Regions from separate parts of the Mus musculus genome. Here all the other regions are linked to region 7. A link is a contact called in public Hi-C, HiChIP or PLAC-seq and promoter capture Hi-C data. All regions are on one chromosome and are shown on one strand. Each heading gives the region's core, a stretch centred on a gene start, on an enhancer-like site or on the middle of the called end of the contact. The rest is flanking DNA. Distances are from core to core; before and after follow the strand shown. Region 1 overlaps Agbl1 (ATP/GTP binding protein-like 1). Region 2 has its middle 44 kb from the start of Agbl1. Region 3 has its middle 140 kb from the start of Klhl25. Region 4 has its middle 95 kb from the start of Klhl25. Region 5 has its middle 100 kb from the start of Agbl1. Region 6 has its middle 66 kb from the start of Klhl25. Region 7 holds the start of Ntrk3 (neurotrophic tyrosine kinase, receptor, type 3).

Region 1 (3,284 bases), core at 601-3,100, 2.2 Mb after region 7:
CTCAGGGCTGAGGCTCACTCAGTCTAAAGCAGGGGTCAGCACACTGCCCACAGACTATTTTTATAAAGTTTTATGGGAACATAGCCATAGCTATTCCTTTATGTGTTGCCTATAGCTGCTTCTGCCCTCTCAGGGCAGAGGGAAATAGCTATAATAGAAAGAGTGTGGTCCACAAACTCTCAACTATTTTCTGTTAGCCATTTCACAAAAGAGGCTTCTTGGTGGGAGAGAGGGGAGTTAGGCACTAAAAACAACCATGAGTCAATTTAACTCAATGGACAGATCTTGGGTGACAAATTTAAACAACCTCAATTTAAATTTGAACAAGCCCTATCCCTATACAGCATCAGCTCCTTCAGCCTCTGATGGCAGTAATAATAAACTAGCAGTGACTTTTACCAAAGTTTATTAAGATCCATTGCTCCGCTCCCGCTCCTGGCTCATCACCAGCTTCCATGTTGCTCATTATTTTTAGAGGGTATAGACCAGCCTGCCTCGATAACTATGTCTCTGTAGTTGACCCCAGGGTACCATGAGAGCAGACATTATGATCACTATGTAAACAGTGATATCCACCATATCATGCCCTTATGATGACTGATGCAATTATATCACATGTATACCATCTTCATCATGACTTGGAGACTTTTACACTTTTACAGTCTTTTCGAAGGGACACTTTGACCCAAACTTGCAGGCAAATGTTAGAATAGAGGGGAAGCCCTGGAGATAGAGGTGGTAAAAGATAGTATGCTACCTGTGCATAAGAACTGACCCGACTTAACAGCGGCATGCCAACAATAATGTTTTAGCCAAGTTTTGTGTCAAGCGGGAACATCTTATCAGCGCCATTCACAGCTCTGTTCAGACCCAGGATGGTCACCTCCGAAGAGTTTGACCATCACAGGAAAGGGTTCACTAGCCTACCTTCCTGTCACTGGATAACAACCCCACTGTCCTCAACAACTTAGGTTCAATTCAACTGCTTAATTAGGCCCATTAATTCTAAGAGACTGCAAAATGACTGGACTGGGTCTTGATGGATACAAGACTCTGGCTTTCTCTGGGTCAAATATCACTAGACTATCATTACTATTATTATATTACCATTTATTATTATTATTATTTTACTACTTAGAGAAGTGTGACACACTTTTCCAGCCTCCCACAGAAAGCATCATGTCACTCCATCTTGAAGCTGTAATCGCAAACAACAGGTCAAGCTCCCACACACCCCACGATGATATTCATTCAGAAGTTTCCAAGGCTGATTTCTTCCAGACCCTCAGGAACGTCCCTGGAAACTTCTCAGTGTCTAACAAGAGTTGGAAAGCAAAAGAAAAAAATGAGCTGTTCTTAACTGGGGTCTCAACCTGAGCCCCATTGTGCCTACCAAATATGTGTCATTCACACTTAGGCTTTGGTGATGAAAACGTTAGATTCTGTTGCAAAGAAGCATCAAGCCCCGCCTACAACCCTCCACTTACTGCAAGCCAACCTAAGGCCATGTTTAAGATCGCATAGTCAATCTATGGCTCAGTCCAGGGTTCCTGACTCCTGCTGAAGGTTACCAGAAATATGAAAATCTGACGCTTTGGAAGCAGTCACAACTGAGGTAAAGTTTAGCTTTCCTTGTGCTTTTTGTGGGACTTCAGCAAGTCTTTGTTTTGTGCTAACTACCTCTTCTTGGCATGTAGGACAGGTATAGTACTATGACTATTATGTAAGTGAGGACAAAGAGTTCAATGTAACGTGAGCAAAGTGTCCAGCACGCTATTCATCACCATAGTCACGCTGTGGATGCTGCGGTGGTTGCTCTGGTACAGTCACGCTCTTTCCAACCTCCCCCACTCCCCAGCTCACAGGCAGCTTGCAGTAGCAGTTAATTAAAGATGTCATCAGATTGGGAGAAGGGCCTCTTGCAGAGGGTGCAGAACTAGAAGACTCTTGTCCTCCCAAACCAATTTAGGACCTTTACAAGTTGTCACAAGGGTCTGGGAGACTAGCGACCCTAACAACCAGCGTTGCTGCTGTCAAGCAGAGACAGCTTGCAAAATGCTACTGGGATGTCCCCGCCCTCTGTCAATCCTGCTCAGTCATGCTAACACCACTTGGAAGGCAACAAATTCCATCCGCTGTTCTAACCCCAGGCTCCACTCACCCTGCCTCCTCCCACCTCCCTTAAATAATGGCTGCGCAAATGCCTCTGAGACCATCTTCAGATAATTTCCTTCAAGACATGCAAGCTGCTAACGCTGGGAAGCACAGATAGTGTGCGCTAGCAAATATGGCCAAAATTAGATTAAAATAACCTCCTGATAAACAAATTACTCACCGAAAATAAATATTGGACTAGCAATGGTCGAGATAACTAGAAGAACAGCACCACCACATGGCATGAAGAGGAACTACAGGAACAACTGTCTGCAACTCAGCCCACACTTCCTTGCAGCATCAGGCTGAGGAGGGCAAAGGAGACAACCGGCACAGTTGCAACCTTTTAACTTAAACTTTTTAAAATCACTTATGCACTTATGCAAAGCACGTAAGTATTTGGCAGGCAAGACCGGACTCGAAGCCAAGAAAGTAAAGAGGAATATGCCAAATTGAATGTGGCATGACGTAATAGGAGCCTGTAATCCTTCCAGTTCCTGCTCCTCGCTCCCGGATCTCATGCCCCCATTCATCAGCCTTGCCTGATGCTCACCCTCGAAGCAGCAAACACAGGCTCCTCACACACATGCTGGTGTTTTAGCATCTCTCACCGGGGCCCATTCAAACGTTATGTGGAGTGGACCGTGTGATGTTTCTGACTTAAGTAACACATGGTCTTCCAAGATAATTCTCCTGATACTTAAGCAATATTTACTTAGCTTCCTTTCAACATTTCGTTGTTCCTTCTTTGGGTTAAGTAAACCTAGCCTCTTTAATCTCTTCCTGGTGAAGCATGGGGCTTAGCTCACTGGGAGGAAGAGACTGTCAGGTAAACCCTAAAGCCTGCTGCCTGAATAAATTATTTAAGCCTTCCAGACTTCAGTTACCCCACTTACTGAGACGGGGATTGCGAAATATCCTTTTCGGGCTAAACATACACAGTGTCTGACATGCTAAGAACTCAATAAATGGATATACGTGTCATTTTAAACCAGCATGGTGATGGATGTGGCTTGCCATGCTGCCTTCAAATGAAGCCAACTGCAGCAGTGTGACAAATACAAAAAAAAAAAATCAATATTATTTGAAGGAGATGTTTGACTCATCAGTGAAATACATAATGTATGCTT
Region 2 (3,152 bases), core at 390-2,889, 2.4 Mb after region 7:
AATATTTTAAACAGATTACTTCATCTACAGAGTACTCAGTATTTTTCATCCCAATACTTGCAGGATGCAAAAGTTTCTGGGTTTTCCTGAAAAGGAAAATAGGCATTGGCACTGTGATGTTCTGTTTCTGTATGACAGCAGTCGGAGGCCTTGGCCTTCAGCCATGCCTTTTAGATTAAAGCCTCTTCTTAGTTTGCCCCTGGCTCCACCTTGCCTGCCCACTCCGCTATGATTTTAAGATTCCACGAGAGCCTCTGCTCCTGGAGCAATGGGCAGTCACTTCAGAGATGAAGGAAGAGAGCAGCTGGATCCATCTTGTTGCCAGTGGCAAAGGCTGAGGAGGTCTCAAAAATAGAGAGAGCAAATTGAGACATCTGCCCACTGTTTCCAGGTTCTTGTTACCATCAAGGCGGGGAGGGAAAGGAAAAGAAGGCAAGTGAGAGAGTTGGGAGGACGTTTATTCCAAAGCAAAAACACTCAGAGAGGAGACCCCACCCACACCTCCAACACAGAGGTGTGCACCCAGGGTCTGGATGCTGTTGTTGCTAGGTGGTGACTGTGGTAGAGGTTTTGTTCTGTTTGGAGCATTTTTTAGTTTTGTTTGGTGTGATTTGAGGTTTGAAGTTTTTTGCTTGTTTGCTGTTTGTTGTTTTTGATTCAGCAGGGTCTTCTTATATCTTGCTAGTTGGTCTGTTTACCAGTATGTATCTCAGAGTAGACCCAAATTCATGCCGTCCCCCTGCTTCAGCCTCCAATGAGACAGCAACACAGACATCCAACACCACACCCAGCTGGATAGCAATTCTTGTGGGGAAGTGCTCCTCATAAGGGAGAGGAGGCTAGGAACAGGGCTATGCTTCTCCAGCAGGTTTACTCGGATTTTACTCCCCTTTCCTGCCCTCCTGTGGTTTTATAGGAATAGTATGGCATCAGACACAAGATGGAAGCAAACAGATTTGCACGGATGATAATATGCAAATGGAATTAGAATAGAACAAAGGGCATTTAGCAGTCATTCAGGTCAGCCATGTAGGTCCCAGCTGTGTTTGGAATGGACTCCTGTTTAAGCAAGTATGTTGTCCTACCATGAAACAACGGTGTAGTTACATCAGCCATCATTCTTGTCTTTCAGGGAGTTTTTGTTTTATTTCATTTTGTTTTGTTTTGTTTTGCTTTGCTTTTGTTCCCCTTATGTGTATCTATTCTGACTGAATCTGAAAGTCTGAAGTTGAGCAGGAGCACAGTATGGAGCCAGAACACCAGTGGGAAGGTCACTGCCATAACCCAGCATAACCCAGCACAAGCCTACGGTTTACAAAACTAGAGGGGAGAGGTTATGCCTGTTATTCTTCACCCAGGGAACAACCGAAAACACTGTACACAGGCAGCCAGCAAGGACCAATAGAGGCATGTCTGACAGTTACCTTGAGGCAAAAACCACTGTGGCACAGTGGGTAGAAACTCATCACTGTAAAGGCAGACTTTGAACAGAGTCTCCCAACCACTGCACAAAAAAAAAAACAAACCCTCTGTGCTTTCCAGGAAACTGACACTGGTTTCCAAACGCAGCTTCCCTCTGCGGTGATGAAGCCGCAGCCATTAGAACTGGTGTTATTACATAGTCACATCACCCTGCTTTTCCTCCACATCTCCCTCTGGGTTTCCCTCCCTCCCCCCAACTGTTGGCCTAAATTAAGTTTTCGAAAGGCTCCGTGCTGATTTTTTTTTCTGAAGAGCATTCAATTCAATAAAACATAATTATTGATTTAATTAAAATAGCTACTGTGTGAGAAGCAAAGCTTTTTTAATAGCTAGAAGAGAGGGGAGAGCCCTCATTCATTTCCACCGCAGCTCCTGAAACAAATCGGGCTGCTGTTTTTAATAGGCTAATTCTAAGTGCAGCTTTGAAATGGATCCTCTAGCCATTCATGAGCAGTAATTCACCCAGTGAAGAAGGGGGTCTTTCTCATTGGCTGCCTTTTGGGATGGGAAGGAGGAGGCACTGTGAGCCTGGAGCCCAGAGTAAGAGATGAATAATTCATAGCCCTTCTTCTAGGTTTCTCTGTGTTCCCTTTTGCTATCTGTGCTTACACTTGAAAGGAAATGTAGGCTGGGGACTGTCATGCTTTGAGCACCACATTCTCTCTTGATCTCTAAAAAGAAGAGCTATCCCAGCGGGGCTGGAGGCCTCGGGAAGCAGCCACGCCTTTGGGTGCTTGCTTGCTACAGGATGTATACCTTCCTGCCCTGAACACAGCAGGGGCACGGCAACTGGCAGGTGATGCTCTCCAGTGATGCTCTCCAGGCCTTGCCTTGCCTGCATCACCCTCTTTCCATATCACCCTCCTTCTGCACCTGCAACTGCAGCAGGTAGACATGACCCCACCGGCACCTCACTTCTGTGCCAGACAGAGGACCTCTAAGAAGATATTAATGGAGTGATGACATAGTTTTAATTAAATGCCTTATGCAGAGTATTAATCTATTCCTCTTGGAAAGATAGATAATGACATATTATAAACATGAGATAAACCAGTGCATACAAATGTGTGAGCATACCTACATATAGATACACACACACACACACACACACACACACACACACACGGCCCTAAAAGGGCATCTTTGTACCAACCACTACCTGAGAGGGAGCCCAGGTTGTATTAATCTTGGTCCTTCTTAAAGCAAAAATTACTTAATTACACTTTATTTAAAAAAAAAAATCACAGTTCTTCAATGCAGGTCTTACACAGGTCCTTCCAGGCAAGTATTCTACCACTGAACTAAAACACAGAAAGGAATACTTTACCGAGGTCCACTGTGATAGGTATAGGTAGACACCACTACAAATGGAGTTTTGCCATCAGAGGGGTGAGATCTGGCTCAGCACAAGGAAGTAGGAATTTATACTCAAAAGCAGGGAGAAGCCAGTGAATGGAAAATTACTAAGTGGGAATAGCCAGAGAGATTTTCACTAACCCAACAGCATTCCTGCCCAAGACTGACCATCAATATCACCTGAGGGAAGGGGTCAGAGCCTGAGCCCTGACAGGCCTAACAAGCTAGCTTGGTCAATAAGCTAATTAGGGAAAAGTCACAGTGAAAAGCAAAGAAAGGAGATGTGTGTGGTACAGCCACACTGGACAGAGCAA
Region 3 (3,063 bases), core at 359-2,858, 2.6 Mb after region 7:
AGAAGTTGAAGAGGAGGGCGACCCCCATAGGAAGACCAGCAGTCTCAACTAACCTGGGTCCCTGAGATCTCTCAGACACTGAGCCACCAACCAGGCAGCATACACTAGCTGGTCCTAGGCTCCCTAGGACTGTCTGGTCTGGCCTCAGTGAGAGAAGCACCTAACTGTCCAAAGACTTGAGGCCCTAGGGAGTGGGGAAGCCTGGGATAGGGGAGGGTTCATCCTCTTAGAGAGGGAATGAGGAGGAGGAATGGGATGAGGAGCTGAAGGAGGGAGGACCATGACGGGGATAACGACTGGACTGTAAAAAAAAATTTTAAATATTTAAATTAATTAATAAATTAATTGTACAAGGGGAAAAAAAGAACCACTTCTGCACTGCCAACAGAAAACATTTCACTCTGTAATTGTATAATTATATTGTTACCCAGTAAACACTAGTATGTTTTGAGTCCTAAGCCAAAGTTAAGATTTCCAAAGGGAAAATTATCCTGCAAAGTCTCATCACCTTTTTTTTTTTTTTGTAGACAAGGTTTCTTTGTGTACGCTAGCTGTCCTGGAACTCCTTATGTAGACCAGACTGGCCTCACACTCCTGCCCCTGCCTCGTGAGTGCTGGGATTAAAGGTGTGTGCTACCACTGCCTGGCTCATTAAGATGCATGATAAACTTCAACTTTCTTACGAAGTGTCGATGGTTCACCTTGTGCCACAGATAGTATTCTTATGTGAAAGTCCTCATCTGTCCTCATGCAAGATGACAGTCCTACTGGGATTTTCGTGTACAAGGTCAATGAAATCACTTAAACAATATTTCAGGCACTTTCAGAGTCCATGGCTTCCGTGATGCTACGCTGAGAAGTGACATCTGAAGGGCATTGTTAGCAGTTCAAAAAGACACCAAGAACAGAATTCTCCTGCTGTCCTGAGCACAGCTTTAAAAGCTGTTTCCTTACTTTAAAAAGCATAGTGTCACCATCTAGCTGAGCCATTGTGGAGGCTTTTGTGGTTGGCGTTGTTTCTCTTCGTTTTATTCAAGAACCGTGGCTGTGTGACCATTTCGTGCCAAGTATTCCATTTCTGTTAGTATCACAGATAACTGCTATAGTGGTCCAATGACCTATGAGACTGCAGCTAACTCCCAGCTTAACAGCTAGGATATGCTCCTTAGACACCCATTCACTTGTCCCATTTGATCTTTCCCGGGACCTGCTCTGAGCACGCTTTCCCAGCCTGCGTCTTTGGCAACAATTCAGGCTCCCTTCTGCCACTCCACCTGGGTCCCAAGCGTGGGAAGCGCGCTTCGCGCCCGGATGGGCAGGGCTCCCATCATCTAAACCGAACTTTTAAAATTCCTGGCGCAGAGGGGCTGGCTGGTGGGCTGAGAACCTAGGGACAGACACAAGGCAGGTCTGCAGCACTGAATGTGATAGACAAGACTTTAGACGCTGCTGGGTGCCTGGGAACCACTCCTATAAACTCTGTTCTCTCACAAGGAGCAGGGCAATCCCTCAAAGCCGCCTCCCTCAGGCCGCTGGGGGGGGGGGGGCGGTCGGGTGGGATCTGAAGAGCCACAGAGGCTTTCCTGGTGGAAACCGGACTCCCCAATCCTCAGCCACCACCCATCCCTTTCTTCTAGGTCTCATTGTCTCCGTGTTCACTTCTGACCAAGGAACACCATTAATTTTCTGTGATCTACATTCCAAATGACATCACTCCAGTCCTTTGAAATTCAAAAAAAAAAAAAAAGCTGGATTAATGAACCACAAACTTCAAGCAAATTGGCTGCGCAATCCATCACTTCTGACCGCAGCTTTGCCGCTGCCTCGAACTCCAAAGGATGGCAGAAATTTCCCAGGCTGCTTTTGAAAAGGAACACAGAGGCCTAAAAGAGAGTAGCCCTAAGTTGCGTTCATCTTTTCTAGAGACGCTATGTGTCCTCTGAGGACTGAAAAAATTAAATGGTCCCATTCTCCACCTACTATTTTATTGATATAAATTTAACCTGTGCGAAGGCTGTATTAAACTCCAATCTCTTACAAAATAATATACATTTGATTTCTCATTCTACCAATCTATTGAAAATATCCCTCTTGGCAGCCTTTCAGAAGCGCTCTATGAATTTCAAACTTTGTAAGATTTTGTTGAAGTATTAAGAACACGGCTTGCTCACATATTCAACTGAGGCCCTTTTATCCTGTTCCACTTCCCCCAAACTCCTTTCTATAATGTCAGGACCACAAAATCCAGGAGCAGTGCCTGGGCACAGCCATTCACCTTTCTTTCTGCTGTGAAGATGGCATTAACATTCACGAATGAAAAATATATATCAAACTAATTACCTCCTTTTCTTCCAAAGTAAAAGACAATGTAACACCATTCTTTTGGACATAATGCCATTTATTTCACATAAGGGAGCTTTTGTGAGCTCAGAAAAAGACAGTTTTTAATATGTGTGAATCAAAATCCAGATTAGCTAATTAACTCTCGTGTCTGAGAGTAAGATGAAGAATCCTTGTACTGGGGAAATTGCTGAAACCAAGAAGAAATATCAGGCCAGGTGAGACTAGTCCATGAGGTTCAAAATTTTCTCTACCAATGAAACAAAGAGGCTTCCATTTTTTTATTGTTTTATTCAAACATACAATACAATAAGGCTTTGGCTAGCTAAATAGAACAGGAAATGCATCATTGCTAGGTACTTAAGTCTGCCAACACAGTTACTTGTTTAAATGTCAAAAGGTGGTTTGTTTGTCTGTCTGTCTGTCTCTTAGCATCCTGACCGCTTATATAACATATTAGGACATTTAGCGTTAGTTGCTTATTGAGACATCTTGCGAATCATTTATTTGCTGAAGTCTTAACAATTTGATAAATTGCTGTGTGTTCTCTGTCCCTTAACCAAATTGCCCCAAATTGCTGAGCTGGTTATGCCTGACAGTGATGTCTGACTTGAGTTCTCTATTTCCCCACTCTCATGTAGACCCTAAAAGTCAGACTCTCTGGAAAGTAATCTGATGCTGTGTGGACCATCACAGTGTCATTTTTAGTGATGACAGATCTAC
Region 4 (3,105 bases), core at 293-2,792, 2.6 Mb after region 7:
ACCCTTGGAAGGAGTTACAGAGACAAAGTTTGGAGCTGAGATGAAAGGATGGACCATGTAGAGACTGCCTTATCCAGGGATCCACCCCATAATCAGCATCCAAACGCTGACACCATTGCATACACTAGCAAGATTTTATCGAAAGGACCCAGATGTAGCTGTCTCTTGTGAGACTATGCCGGGGCCTAGCAAACACAGAAGTGGATGCTCACAGTCAGCTAATGGATGGATCACAGGGCTCCCAATGGAGGAGCTAGAGAAAGTACCCAAGGAGCTAAAGGGATCTGCAACCCTATAGGTGGATCAACATTATGAACTAACCAGTACCTCGGAGCTCTTGACTCTAGCTGCATATGTATCAAAAGATGGCCTAGTCGGCCATCACTGGAAAGAGAGGCCCATTGGACACACAAACTTTATATGCCCCAGAACAGGGGAACGCCAGGGCCAAAAAGGGGGAGTGGGTGGGTAGGGGAGTGGGGGTGGGTGGGTATGGGGGACTTTAGGTATAGCATTGGAAATGTAAATGAGCTAAATACCTAATAAAAAATGGAAAGAAAAAAAAAGGAAATGAACCTAAGCTTATTTAGATCCCCCTCAGACCACATGGCTCCTTCTCTCTCCCTACTCACTGCTGTGTGCCATGTTTGCTGTGTGCCACATGCTGAGAATAGAACAAACCACAAGAAGGTTCCAAGTTTGTTGAATGAGCACTGTAGCACGTACACTCATGCCCTAGGTCCCTTGTAGAAAAATAATGAAAACCATGGGAAAGAGGTAGTATTCAAAGACCTCTTTCTCCATTTCCCTAAAGCTGAGTAAAATAGATATTCTCTCAAACCATCCTTTTTTTTCCTGTTTCCTCAGGTCTTATTTTCCCCCATGATTTCTTGAGTCTAGAAAGAGACTTCTTAAACATAGGAACATTTTTTTCTGGCATGTCTGTTCTTTGCTTTAGATAAAGTCCCTGCCAGAAACACTCCAGGAACCAGCCTAGTTTAGTGGAGTTAGAGAACATGGTGCAAGCTAGCCTGAGCTCAAAGCAAAGGGCTTTCAGGAAAGTGAGATAAAAAGACTTCTTTCTTTCCTTTTTCTCCTTTTTTTGGTATGAGTGTTGAAGCAAGTGGCTTTAAAGTAGCCATATTTTCTGAAGACAAAAGTGCACCCTACATAGCCACCTACCCTCAAAAAAGGAGAGAGTTCTTGACACAGGCTCTCTCCACGAGGGAAAAATCAAACCCACTAGCTGGGAAAGCATGAAGACATCAGGGTGTCATCAATAGCATGTGATGCCTGCCATTGAGTGTTCTCCCGGTAACGGTCCAGCCAATAATACCCTTCCCTGTTCTTAAATCTCTCTTGTCAAGAGGAGCTGTTGAATGGTCTCTATTCTTTGCCCCCTTTGAAATGACCATTCAGTGGTTTGCTGTGAGAGCAGCTTCAGCCTGACAGAGAATTATTGGCATTTTACTTGTCAGCTCAGAGTAAATGTCTATGGGATGCCACTGGCAGGCGAGGTGGCAGGCAGACAAAAGGGCACTGAGATGTGAAGCCTGAAGTCCAGGGGGAATGCTGCTGCTCAGAATACGCTCGGACAGTCACTGCCACAGAGCGAGGGACCTAATTTAGAAGATAGGACTGGAAGGTGTGTGTACAGGAGTCAGCTCCATTCAGGGAATTTGGAGCCCCAAATAGTACTCCCCTCTCACTGCACAGAACAGAGACACCCCTTCCAGCCATGCCTCCACCCGCATGTCACCCTCCTCTGCACACTGCACAGTGCTTTCAACAGCCTTAGAGCACTTGAGCCTTGCCATCTACATCAGTCTGGTATGACAGACACAGGTTAGACCACACAAAATACCATATGCTGATTGCTTTTGACCTCCAAGACTTTTGACCTCTACAGACTTTGGCAAAAGCACACAGTCATATAGCCACAACATGATCAAGATACAGAACACAGCGGCGTTGGGCAGGGAGATGGGGTATTACAAAAGACAGGGCAGCCCTCTCAAGGATCTATAGATATAAGATAATGGACACCTTGCAGCCATGGATATGTTTTCTGTTCCTATTGATTTGTGTTTTCTAGAGGGATGTAAGTGAAAGAACACATCACGAAACCTCTGATTCTGCTCTTCCATTAGCATCTCACTTACGTTCACCCAGGCTATTGAATCAGAGCATTCTTCCTGCTCATAGCAGAACATATTTCCAATGTACACATTCACCACAATATTTTTGTACATTCACCAGTGGAGAGACATCTGGGGTGTTTCCAGTTTGACTTGATTATTAATAAAGCCGCTGTAAGCATTTCCCTACAGGTCTTTGTGTAGGTGTATATTTTCATTTCTCTTGGGTAAATACCTATGTGTAGGATTAGTGGGTTGCAGAAAAAAATTGTTTTCATCTCTGTAACAAACCACCAAACTGTTTTCAACAGTAGCAGTGTCGCTTTTACATTCCCTGTAGCAGTGTTTGGGCAGCTCTACACTATAGTTGGTGGTATTATGGTCAGAATGGAAGAGGAGGTGGTCAGCCATTCTAATAGCTCAGAGTGCATCTGGCTAGTTTTAATCTGCATGTCACTAATAGCTACAGGTGATGAGCATTCTTTCATGTACTACTTTCTATCCTAATATTTTCTTTGGTGAAATGTCTGCTCAAGTCTTTTGTCCATTTTCTAAAATTGAGTTATTTCCCTCTTATTACTGAGTCATGAGAGTCCTTTATTCCTGATCTCTATTCACACAGTTAATAACAGGATAGGACTCCATTATTAGATATGTGTTTGGCCAATGTGTTCTCTCAAACACTTGTCTTTTCACTTCCATTAAAATGTCTTTTGAAGAGCAAAGGAGCTTTTTTTCCTAATGAAGTCCAAATTTTCCTCATTATTCTTTTATGAATAATGCTTTTGGTGACCTATTTAAGCAATCTTTGCCTAACTCAAGCTCTCACCGATTTTTCTGCTATGTTTTCTTCTAGGCGTTTAGTATTTTAAATCTCATCCTAGGCCCAAGGTTTTTTTAGGGCACTAAGTGTGAATCAAGGTTCATTTTCTTGTATAAAGATATCCGGCTGTTTCCCCATCATTTG
Region 5 (2,942 bases), core at 379-2,878, 2.5 Mb after region 7:
ATGAGGTAGGGGAAGGATGGATGGAAAGAGTACTGGGGAAAACCATTGGACTCAGGGAGGGGGGCTAGGAGCATCTCTGAGATAAGCTAGAAACTTAAGACAATAGAACATCCCAGGAATCTATGAAGGTAACCCTAGCTAAAACTCTGCCATCTCCTGTAACCAGGCAAAACTTCCAATGGAGGGATTGGGACACCAAGCTAGCCAGAAAATATTAGACCAACAATTTGTCCTGCCTACAGGATATGCGGGGAGGGGGGATGGAGCAGAATTTGAGGGAAGGGCCAACCAATGACTCTTCCAGCTTGAAACCCATACCTTGAGAGTGAGCCCACCCCTGATCCTGTTGATGATATTTTGCTATACTTGAAGACAAAGGTCTAGCATAAATATCATCAGAGAGGCTTCACCGACCAACTGTTGGAAGCTGAAGAAGAGACCCACAGCCAAACGCTGAGTGGAGCTTGAGGAGTCCTATGGAAGAAGAGGAGGGAGGATTGAGGGATTCAGAGGAGTCAAGGACACCACAAGAAGACCTAAAGCATCAACTAACCTGTGCCTGTAGGGCTCGTGGAGACTGAACTGCCAGCCAGAAAGTATGAATGGAATGAACATAGGCTCTCGGCACATATGTGACAGTTGTGCAGCTGGGTCTTCCTGTGGAATTCCTAAAGCAATAATAGAGGCTGTCTCTTGACTATCTTGCCTGCCATTGAATCCTTTTCTCCTAACTGAGCTGCTTTGTCTAGCTTCAGTGGAAGAAGATGACCCTAGCCTTGCTGTGGCTTGATATGTCTTGAGTGGTTGGTGCTCATGAGAGGCCTCCCCTTTTCTAGAGAGAAAAAGAGGAGGGGTCGGAGAAGGGAGGGAGAAAGAGATACTGGAAGGAAAGAAGACAGGGGAAGCTGTGTTTGGAACATAAAGTGAATAGATAACCTAGAAAAAAGGAAGAAAAAGGATAACTGCCATGCTCAGGTTATAGACACATTTACTTATCTATAGCTTCTGGTGCCACCTGGTATGACCAACTCTGCCAGCTTGTGCACATTTCACAAAAGCAAAGTCTCAAAAGGTAGTACCACTCTACAGCATGGTATGAAACAGCAAGCACTCGCCATTCCTACAAGAGACTCCAGAGGAGAGAAGACGAGCTACTGTGACCATCACCAAGAGAGAAGCATTGCTCTCCTGGTCCATGAACCACTCCGGGTTGAGAAATCTGGTTGGAATGATGATTTTCTTCTGTAACAGCCTACAGTCCTACCCGATTTTGGCTTGAATGCACAATCAGCGATTGGCACTCTTCATTGGTGGTAGAACAAAGACAACACCATTCTCTCCCACATTTGAGTTTGGGCCTTTGACAATTGGAACCCAACTGGAGGCATTTTCATCCCGTCACACATTCCTCCCTCCACCCTCAATCATAGTCTCACTCTGTTCCTGCCAACCCATAATGACATTGCTGTCCTGTTCCTCTTGTTCTGCCTGCCTTCCCTCCCTCTCCCACTCCCCCAACACACAGGTGGAAATTAAAAGCCAGGTTTGGCAGTGCTGGAAGTCATAGACTGAAGCTAGAAATAAATTGAAATGAGCAAGCTGCAGCAACATAACAGGGCCCTGTGCCCAAGGCTTGACAAGCCACCCACACCAGTTCTGCCTGCTCCCAACAATGTGTTATGATTGCATAGCTGAGTCACCTAGCCCAAATGATAGTAATTCAGCTCAATCATGTCAAAAATCGAAATTGTGCAGCCATCTGGCCACAGGCTTACTCACCTATTAGGGACACCCATTGACTTACTTCTGGCATAAAAGGTCACAGAAGGTGGGTGGGTAAATGAGAGGCTACGGAGAGAAGGATGGCACTAAGTGCCTGTAGGCCGTGGGTTTGTCTGTTCTACCTTTTAGAAATAAACAGGGAAGCTGAAGTACTGGACGTAAGGAAGATTCAGAGTAGGTTCCCCTTCCCCTTTCTGCTTCTGTGTTCACTCTGTACTCTCTCCATTACAAAACCAACTCACTCTGAGGTGACCGCTTTTTGCCAATGCACTTGGGAAGAAAACAACAACAAAAATTAAGACAAAGGGCAATATTTAAAGGTGACAGTTTTACAGGAAATCTGCACTTTCATAAATTGCTATTTATAAGGTAAATTAATACAGTTTGGGAAGAACATGTTGGCAATAATACATCAAGACTTTTTAAATTGTTGAAATTCCTTCGCTGTCTGAATCTGTATAATTCATCTTCTAAGTCTGTGGCCTAAGAAAATAATCAGAAATAAACACAGAAATATTAATATCACAAGAATGTTTACTTCAGCCTTATTTATAATAGGAAAAAAGATAGAAATCAAAAGAATAAATGGAGAGAGAAGGGAAAGAAAATCAAACATCCTACAAAGAAATGGCTAAGTGAATTATAGCCATACATCCAACTTACTAGAAGACAGCCATTAAAAACCATACCTTCAAAAGAAGTTTAATAGCATGGGAAAATGTTTATGACTTTGCAATATATGCAAGTAGCCCATAAAACTTCATATATAATGTGAATTGTGTAATGCTGAATCATATTGAAAATTGCTTTTTTAATAGGTTGAGATGGTTGAATGTTAGATATCTCCTATGATACAAATCAAGAAAGATAAAATAGTTATTATAAACAGAAAAATACAAAAGTGTTATGATTTGTTCTGTTGATTTTTAGTTTCCTTTTGTTTGTTCATTTTTTATAACAATGCTCTCTGGCAGGCCTTTTGCACTGGGGAGTAGTTTTTTTTTTTTTTTCAATGAAAATTTCTAGAGGCCATGATAAATCAGTTCCAGAAAGCAATGTGCTAGAGCAACTGTAGACTGCTTACAGGAGCATCCTGGGATTGTCCCAATTCTCCATTATCAGGAGTAGTTGACATCACATCATATTTGGAGCTTGTTAGA
Region 6 (2,848 bases), core at 106-2,605, 2.7 Mb after region 7:
ACTGTGTTCCTACTGTGACCCTCAGTGACCTGGCTGTCCCCAAGGCCTGAGGTTCCCTAAAGGGATAGCAACAGATCAGGTTTTAGGTCTTTCCACTCTTATCTGCCTGTGACTCTGGGCTTAGTCACTCATTTGTTTGTGAGATGGATCCATCTATGCTGCACAGGCAGGCCTTTCAGCCCTGGGCTCAAGGGCTCCTCTTACCTCAGCCTTCCAAGTAGCTGAGATGCCTGACATCTGCCAGGGCTTCTCCATTTGACTCTCCTCTGAGTCCTTCAGGTCTGAAAGGCTCCTGGGACAGAGTGGGCTATTCACACCTCCTGGACAGTGAGAGCCAGGAGACATGGGTTAACTTCCATGAACTCTAAGGTAAATGGAAACCGACATTGGGAAGTCGGTCTTAACAGTGGGACGCTTGGGAATATCTGTGCTGCTGAGGGTTGCGGAGCAACTGGGTCTGTGGAGAAACTCAGGTATGGAGCAGCCCCTGGTTCCACATTTCTATCACTTGTCCTGCCCACCCCATCAGCAGCAAAAACAGTGATGCCTGCCCTGTGTGCACCAAGCTACCTGCTGTCTGAGGGGCTCACGCTGTCCAGCAGAGACGATGGTGGGTCAGAGGAATATAAAACGCATTTGTTCCCCTTCACAAGCTTAAAATTGCATGAAGAGAAAAAAAAGAAAAATTTTCCTTATGGGGTCTTGAGATTTTCCTATAATCCATAAAATTTGAGAATTTATAACTTTGAAGATTAAGAATTAAATTTATAAAAATTTTTTAGTAACAAACAAAATTACAGAATATTGTTTGGGTTTTTACTAGTTTTATAAGTAATGCATGTTTAAGAACAATACACTGAGTCATTCAAGTAACCAAGCATCATTCATTTTTCTCTGATTTGTTAAATATTTGACATCCACATTTCTGTATGAATTCATTTCAATACATTTTTTCATGGTGTTATTTAGAAAACATGACTGATCTTAAAAGAATCAGGAAATGTTACTTATTTATATTTCGGTGATCAATAAATTTAAGCATTTATTATCTAAAAAAAAATTGCATGAAGAGATCGCTTGACACTTTCAATGCAATGAAAATCAGGGTACAGAGAGTTTGGAGCAAGGTTCTCAGACAGACCCTGAGCTCTGTAAGGAGGCGATCCCTGGCTGTGGCAGAAAGGCTTGTGTGATCTGAGGTGGCAGAGAAGGAGATCAACCACAGCAGTGGAAGCAGCTGGGACTGCAGCTGCCATCCCCAGGAAAGTGCAGTTTGTTGAAAGCTGCTGCAGCTGTCTGCAGAGCCTGGGGCACTAAGTGGAGCCACGCCCAAGGAAGGCCGGAGTGAGGAGCGCGACGATGCTGCCCCCTACAGGTCAGCCCAGAACTGTCACAGTCTTGGAGGCTTGATGCAGGGCATCACTCCCTTGCCTGTGCTTGTGGTCTAGGACCCTGTGGGATCTAGCTTGTCCCTGATTTGGAGTGCAAACAAGTACACGTAGGCAGAGTACAACTTCAGGGCCAAGAAAGAATAACTCAGCGCACTGGATGTCTGCTTAAGACGTTCAGCAAGAGGCCCACCATTCTATCTCTATTCCCAAGGCACTAAGGATGCCTTCGCAAGCTACCTTATCTGGAACAAGCCTAGCAGGAAGCACGGCTAAACACAGCCTAAAGCAGGGTCCTGCAAAGGAGCATGCAAACAGGCAAAGTATTACAGGGTACACTTGGCACGTGAGTATCAAGTCATTTATCCTGAAATGTGGTGGTCACCATAGAGCTCACAAATAAGAAAAAAAAAAAAAAAAAAAAAAAAAAAAAAAAAACGATGACTAGAAAGATTTTCAGTTTCCCGGGTCTCTAACGAATGGCAAAGCCAGGCGGTCACTCTAGCTCCTCCCAGGATGGAACAGGACGTCTCAGAACCAACACCTACCCAGGTGCATCCTAATAGTGAAAATAAGCTAGGGCAATTAGAATTCTAATGACTAAAAAGTATGGCTGAAGTTTGGGTGGGTTTTGAGTGTGTAACAACCTACAGTGAAATTACCTACAGTGCCTTAAAACTTTAAGCCTGAGTTGTCCAAGAAGGTTCCAAAGAAAAATGCCTCCAAATCCACCACCCTGATTTCATGTTTGCTCCCATTCCTCTCTGAGTCCATTGTGTTGGATGTTAAATGTCGCTGAGAGAAGATGCTAAATTCTTACTCTAGATCATGGAGGCAAAGATACCTTCCCTGGAAGGCAAAAGAATGTGACCTCCCATCTTTTCCTAATGTGAGATTAATTTTTAAAAAATATAGCATGAGGATCAGTTTAAATAACCAACCTATACAGGGATTTGGAAAGAAGACTACAAATGTTATCAATATTTTATTTATTCACTGGAGTGCTAAACGTCCTGGAACTACATAGCTCATATTTCTTACAGGATTATTAAACATCCCCCAGAATTTCCCTTACAGTCACTTATATTTTGGGTTTATAGCATCCTTCATAATTCTAACATTCTAGCTAACTGAAAGAAATTCGAAGTCTAAACGATATAAAATGTGCACAACCCAAGCTGGATCTGTGAACAATGCCGAATTAGTCTTCGTTACTGTCTTTCTTAATATAATCAGAAACTTGGGAAAGTATATACTAGCAAGAGGCATTGTTAACGGTGCCACTTCAGAGTGGTATCCCAGTGAGGGCTGGGAAATTCTCGTCTCTACCGTGTTCTTCCTGGAAGACTGTTTTGTGTTCAGTGTATCTCATTATTTAAGAAATAATAAAATCTAGTATGCATACATATCTACCATTAAAGCTTTTCAAAACACTTTTTCTTGAGTATTGCACTTTTGGT
Region 7 (2,931 bases), core at 278-2,777:
GGTTCTGTGCCCCCCAAATCATCCGGAGAGAGCAGTCCGCCCACCCCCTCACCAGGCTGCCAGCTCGGCGCACCCGAGGGCTGAGCCCAAGAAGCTGGCCTCCGACGGTGCTGGCGTGGTGCTTGCCAAAAAATGCCCTTCGCATCTCAATTTCCTGGCCGCTTCTTTCGCATGAATCGCTCGCCCTGGGCCACCTCGGTTCTCCAGCGCAGTCCTGCAGGCGCTCCTTCCCTCTTTCTCTCCTTCTCTGGTCCCTGTTTGTCCAAGGCGGAACCCATAACGCACCGCCAAGAAGGAGCAATAGGCTCAGGGGCACTCAGTGTGCCATGCCACGCAGTCCCCTCCCAAGCTGAGCCCAGCTCCCGGGACTCTTGATTACCCAAATGAGTGTCATTCAGATCTAGGTCTGCACGTCTGCGGCCGGCGTCCCTGGCTGCCTCGCTCGGGTTCCTGTGCGCTCCTGATTCCCGTCACTGTCCGTGAGCCCGAGACCCTCACTCAGGCTGGGGAGCATCCCGGGTCACCTGGGCCACGCTCATTTCGCTTCCTCCTGCGGAGGAGATTGCAGCAAAACCGGGCAGCACGAGGGCCAAAAAGTGGAAGGGAGAACGCCTTTCGTGTTGCTCAGTCAGCTTGCCAACTCTCCCTCCCCAACGCCGACCCTCGGAATCCCAACTGCAACTTTTCCTTTCCGTCTCGTTTTCCCCTCGGCTGCAGCGAGCGGGCGCGGGCGTGGAGCGGGCGGGCAGCGGCGCGGCTGCGGGTGGCGGTACCGGCGAGAGCCGAGAGCCGGCGAGTGGGTGGGTGGGTGGGGAAGCAGGAGGGAGAGGACGGGCGGGGAGAGAGAGGGGTGTGGGGAGGGGAGGGAGGGGGAGATTCCGCTCTCCTGCCTCTCCCAGCCCGGGCGGGGGGCGGGGGGGGGGGAGGAGGCCGCGAGGAGGGAGGGGAGGAGGGAGGGAGGGAACCGAGGAAGACGCTCCGATAACCCGTGCGTTTCGTAAGGCTCGGAGCACTTGTACATTTCTGCAGGCGCGTAGCGAGCCATTCGCCGCGACTGCTGCAGCTCTGACTGCATCTTCCTTCTCCTCCTTCCTCCAGCTCCGCGCGTGTGTATGTGAGTGTGTGCGAGTGTGTTTTGCAGGTGTGTCCGTTTTAATTCTGCCTAGGAGGTGGGACTTGGTGACTTTAGCACCATCTTTTTTTCTTTTTTTATTATTATTTTTGCCTTCCCACCGTCTGTTGTTACAACCCTGCAAAGTCTCGGAGTCGGAGAGCGCGCCTCGTTTCCAGAGCTTCTGGACCCCGCAAGCCGGCGAGCGCCGAGCCGGCCACCATGCCCGGCAGACCGCGCCACTAGGCGCTCCCCGCGGCTCCCACCCGGTGGCGGCGGCGGCCGCGATGGTTTCCGACGCTGAAGGATTTTGCATCTGATCGTTCGGCGTTTCAAAGGCAGAGGCCCCCCTCCCCCTTCCCCCCTCCCTCGCTGTCTTTGTTTCCTTCCCCCCCTGCTCTCCCCACTCCCCCCACCCCACCCCCCTCTCCTCTCCTCCTCCTCCTCTTTTTTAGAAGCAGCGATCGGAGATGGATGTCTCTCTTTGCCCAGCCAAGTGTAGTTTCTGGCGGATTTTCTTGCTGGGAAGCGTCTGGCTGGACTATGTGGGCTCCGTGCTGGCTTGCCCTGCAAATTGTGTCTGCAGCAAGACTGAGATCAATTGCCGGCGGCCGGACGATGGGAACCTCTTCCCTCTCCTGGAAGGGCAGGATTCAGGGAACAGCAATGGGAACGCCAGCATCAACATTACGGACATCTCAAGGAATATCACTTCCATGTAAGTCAGGCGGCCGCTACCCAGCCCGCCCCCCACCCCCGCCCCAGCTTCGCGTCTCCGTCTTGCCCGCCCGCGGCCCGGGAACTGGCCCTGCGCTCCCCAGCTCGCCTCTGTTCGCAGCCCGCCGGGTGCGCATCAGGCTCGCCCTGGCTCGGGAGATGCTGTAGGGCTGCGTGTTTCAGGTGACTCCAGCCCTAGCCAGGCGTGATTTGATGATGCTGGTGGGTACCTCTCCCTGGAGAGGACCCTTCCGGGCGGAGTGCACCCGGGCCCAGCTCCTGTCCCCGCCCCCACCCTCTGCCTGCTCGTTTCGAGGGTGCGAATTGGGTTCTATGCCCCCCACTAAATAGCAACAGTTTGGCCACGCTCAAGTGGAATAAAGTAGAGGCGTCTCGTTTCCCTGACAGGCGGTGGCAGATAGCGGCGGCAGAGGCAAAGCTTAGCCTAGCCTTGGAGGGAAGGTGACAGATAGGGACTGCTTGAGAACCAATCGGGATTTTTTAAAAAAAAAACTGTTTCCCTTTGGAGAGAGCAAAACATGCCAATAAGTAAACAAGTTGGAAGCTGGCTTCTCCCGAGGAGACTTCGGACGTGTTCTGGCCGTCATGGACGCCTACCTCTTTGCTTTTCCTCCCCCCCACCTCCCGCCGCCTTCTCCAACCCCATTTTGGGCATTTCCGAGACATCCCCCCCTTTCCCACCCTCATCTGCATCTGGGCGCCTACAGACCCTTTCCTGGCTTGGGCTTCCATAACTGCCCAGGGTAATTCTGAGTCAGGTTGCTGGAGGCAGGAGAGAGAGGACGACCTGGGTTTTGGGAAGGAAATTTCTTTCACAATTCTGCGGTTCCTTCCCCCCACCCCCTTTCTCTCAAAAATTGAACTCTGCGTGGCGTTTGGCTGGTTTGCCCCGGCTGAGTGGGACCCTGTGTAGTGGCCTGCTCTTTTCTTGTTGTGTTTCTTTGGTAGGGATGGGGCCAGAGGCCTGTGAAGGAGTGAAAGGAAGAGTCAGGGCCAGGAGCCTGCATAGCCTTTCTTTCATTCTTCATTCTTCAGCCAGGTGACCACCACCCCTCTGACCTCTCTGCCCCAGGAAGGAGAAG

What was found. Promoter capture Hi-C pulls out the DNA fragments that hold promoters and counts their contacts. A called contact is a pair of places that touch in the nucleus more often than the background predicts. HiChIP or PLAC-seq counts read pairs in DNA pulled down with a chosen protein or histone mark.
Region 1: a contact with region 7 is called in an H3K4me3 HiChIP or PLAC-seq map of embryonic forebrain, with 8 times the contacts expected there. The contact joins the enhancer-like site here to the promoter of Ntrk3 in region 7. A contact is called at or near these places in 10 of 39 promoter capture datasets (the C10 cell line, cranial neural crest, frontonasal cranial neural crest and 5 more), 46 of 484 Hi-C or Micro-C datasets (the AtT-20 cell line, B cells, the Ba/F3 cell line and 33 more), 12 of 115 datasets of contacts at active chromatin or transcription factors (SST interneurons, VIP interneurons, astrocytes and 9 more) and 3 of 9 other capture datasets (adipose tissue, embryonic stem cells and liver).
Region 2: a contact with region 7 is called in an H3K4me3 HiChIP or PLAC-seq map of neural tube, with 22 times the contacts expected there. The contact joins the enhancer-like site here to the promoter of Ntrk3 in region 7. A contact is called at or near these places in 5 of 39 promoter capture datasets (the C10 cell line, cranial neural crest, liver and 2 more), 4 of 115 datasets of contacts at active chromatin or transcription factors (astrocytes, embryonic forebrain, forebrain and 1 more) and 3 of 9 other capture datasets (adipose tissue, embryonic stem cells and liver).
Region 3: an H3K4me3 HiChIP or PLAC-seq map of embryonic forebrain shows a contact between it and region 7, with 21 times the contacts expected there. The contact joins the enhancer-like site here to the promoter of Ntrk3 in region 7. A contact is called at or near these places in 7 of 39 promoter capture datasets (cranial neural crest, frontonasal cranial neural crest, hippocampal neurons and 3 more) and 4 of 115 datasets of contacts at active chromatin or transcription factors (astrocytes, embryonic forebrain, embryonic hindbrain and 1 more).
Region 4: a contact with region 7 is called in a Hi-C map of stem cell-derived motor neurons, with 2.6 times the contacts expected there. The contact joins the enhancer-like site here to the promoter of Ntrk3 in region 7. A contact is called at or near these places in 10 of 39 promoter capture datasets (the 3T3-L1 cell line, the C10 cell line, cranial neural crest and 6 more), 2 of 15 datasets of contacts at CTCF or cohesin (large pre-B cells and pro-B cells), 28 of 484 Hi-C or Micro-C datasets (B cells, the Ba/F3 cell line, CD8 T cells and 21 more), 7 of 115 datasets of contacts at active chromatin or transcription factors (SST interneurons, bone marrow-derived dendritic cells, embryonic forebrain and 4 more) and 2 of 9 other capture datasets (adipose tissue and liver).
Region 5: a promoter capture Hi-C map of hippocampal neurons shows a contact between it and region 7, with 21 times the contacts expected there. The contact joins the enhancer-like site here to the promoter of Ntrk3 in region 7. A contact is called at or near these places in 5 of 39 promoter capture datasets (the C10 cell line, cranial neural crest, hippocampal neurons and 2 more) and 1 of 115 datasets of contacts at active chromatin or transcription factors (embryonic forebrain).
Region 6: a promoter capture Hi-C map of second pharyngeal arch cranial neural crest shows a contact between it and region 7. The contact joins the enhancer-like site here to the promoter of Ntrk3 in region 7. A contact is called at or near these places in 15 of 39 promoter capture datasets (the 3T3-L1 cell line, 3T3-L1-derived adipocytes, the C10 cell line and 10 more), 3 of 15 datasets of contacts at CTCF or cohesin (hippocampal excitatory neurons, large pre-B cells and pro-B cells), 127 of 484 Hi-C or Micro-C datasets (the 3T3-L1 cell line, the AML12 cell line, the AtT-20 cell line and 74 more), 15 of 115 datasets of contacts at active chromatin or transcription factors (SST interneurons, Th17 cells, VIP interneurons and 12 more) and 3 of 9 other capture datasets (adipose tissue, embryonic stem cells and liver).

Annotation. Positions count from the first base shown.
Region 1 is chr7:76,392,182-76,395,465 of GRCm38.p6, reverse strand. The region is part of intron 6 of Agbl1 (ATP/GTP binding protein-like 1); the gene reads right to left. Among named protein-coding and RNA genes, the nearest start is that of Gm30774, 25 kb to the right of the region's middle. Within about 2 kb of position 1,850, at least 108 of the 459 cell types and tissues checked have an H3K27ac peak or open chromatin away from gene starts, as enhancers often do. A contact at or near this core is called in the AtT-20 cell line, SST interneurons, VIP interneurons and 14 more, where this site is marked.
Region 2 is chr7:76,184,293-76,187,444 of GRCm38.p6, reverse strand. No RefSeq gene overlaps it. Among named protein-coding and RNA genes, the nearest start is that of Agbl1, 44 kb to the left of the region's middle. Within about 2 kb of position 1,639, at least 73 of the 459 cell types and tissues checked have an H3K27ac peak or open chromatin away from gene starts, as enhancers often do. A contact at or near this core is called in forebrain, neural tube and second pharyngeal arch cranial neural crest, where this site is marked.
Region 3 is chr7:75,981,881-75,984,943 of GRCm38.p6, reverse strand. No RefSeq gene overlaps it. Among named protein-coding and RNA genes, the nearest start is that of Klhl25, 140 kb to the right of the region's middle. Within about 2 kb of position 1,608, at least 32 of the 459 cell types and tissues checked have an H3K27ac peak or open chromatin away from gene starts, as enhancers often do. A contact at or near this core is called in embryonic forebrain, hippocampal neurons and neural tube, where this site is marked.
Region 4 is chr7:75,942,253-75,945,357 of GRCm38.p6, reverse strand. No RefSeq gene overlaps it. Among named protein-coding and RNA genes, the nearest start is that of Klhl25, 95 kb to the right of the region's middle. Within about 2 kb of position 1,542, at least 11 of the 459 cell types and tissues checked have an H3K27ac peak or open chromatin away from gene starts, as enhancers often do. A contact at or near this core is called in neural tube and stem cell-derived motor neurons, where this site is marked.
Region 5 is chr7:76,126,462-76,129,403 of GRCm38.p6, reverse strand. No RefSeq gene overlaps it. Among named protein-coding and RNA genes, the nearest start is that of Agbl1, 100 kb to the left of the region's middle. Within about 2 kb of position 1,628, at least 19 of the 459 cell types and tissues checked have an H3K27ac peak or open chromatin away from gene starts, as enhancers often do. A contact at or near this core is called in hippocampal neurons, where this site is marked.
Region 6 is chr7:75,912,633-75,915,480 of GRCm38.p6, reverse strand. No RefSeq gene overlaps it. Among named protein-coding and RNA genes, the nearest start is that of Klhl25, 66 kb to the right of the region's middle. Within about 2 kb of position 1,355, at least 36 of the 459 cell types and tissues checked have an H3K27ac peak or open chromatin away from gene starts, as enhancers often do. A contact at or near this core is called in CD8 T cells, DN3 thymocytes, effector CD8 T cells and 9 more, where this site is marked.
Region 7 is chr7:78,576,434-78,579,364 of GRCm38.p6, reverse strand. It overlaps Ntrk3 (neurotrophic tyrosine kinase, receptor, type 3), which reads left to right and starts at 1,527. Exons shown (of 17, transcript NM_008746.5): 1 at 1,527-1,829. The coding sequence starts at 1,582.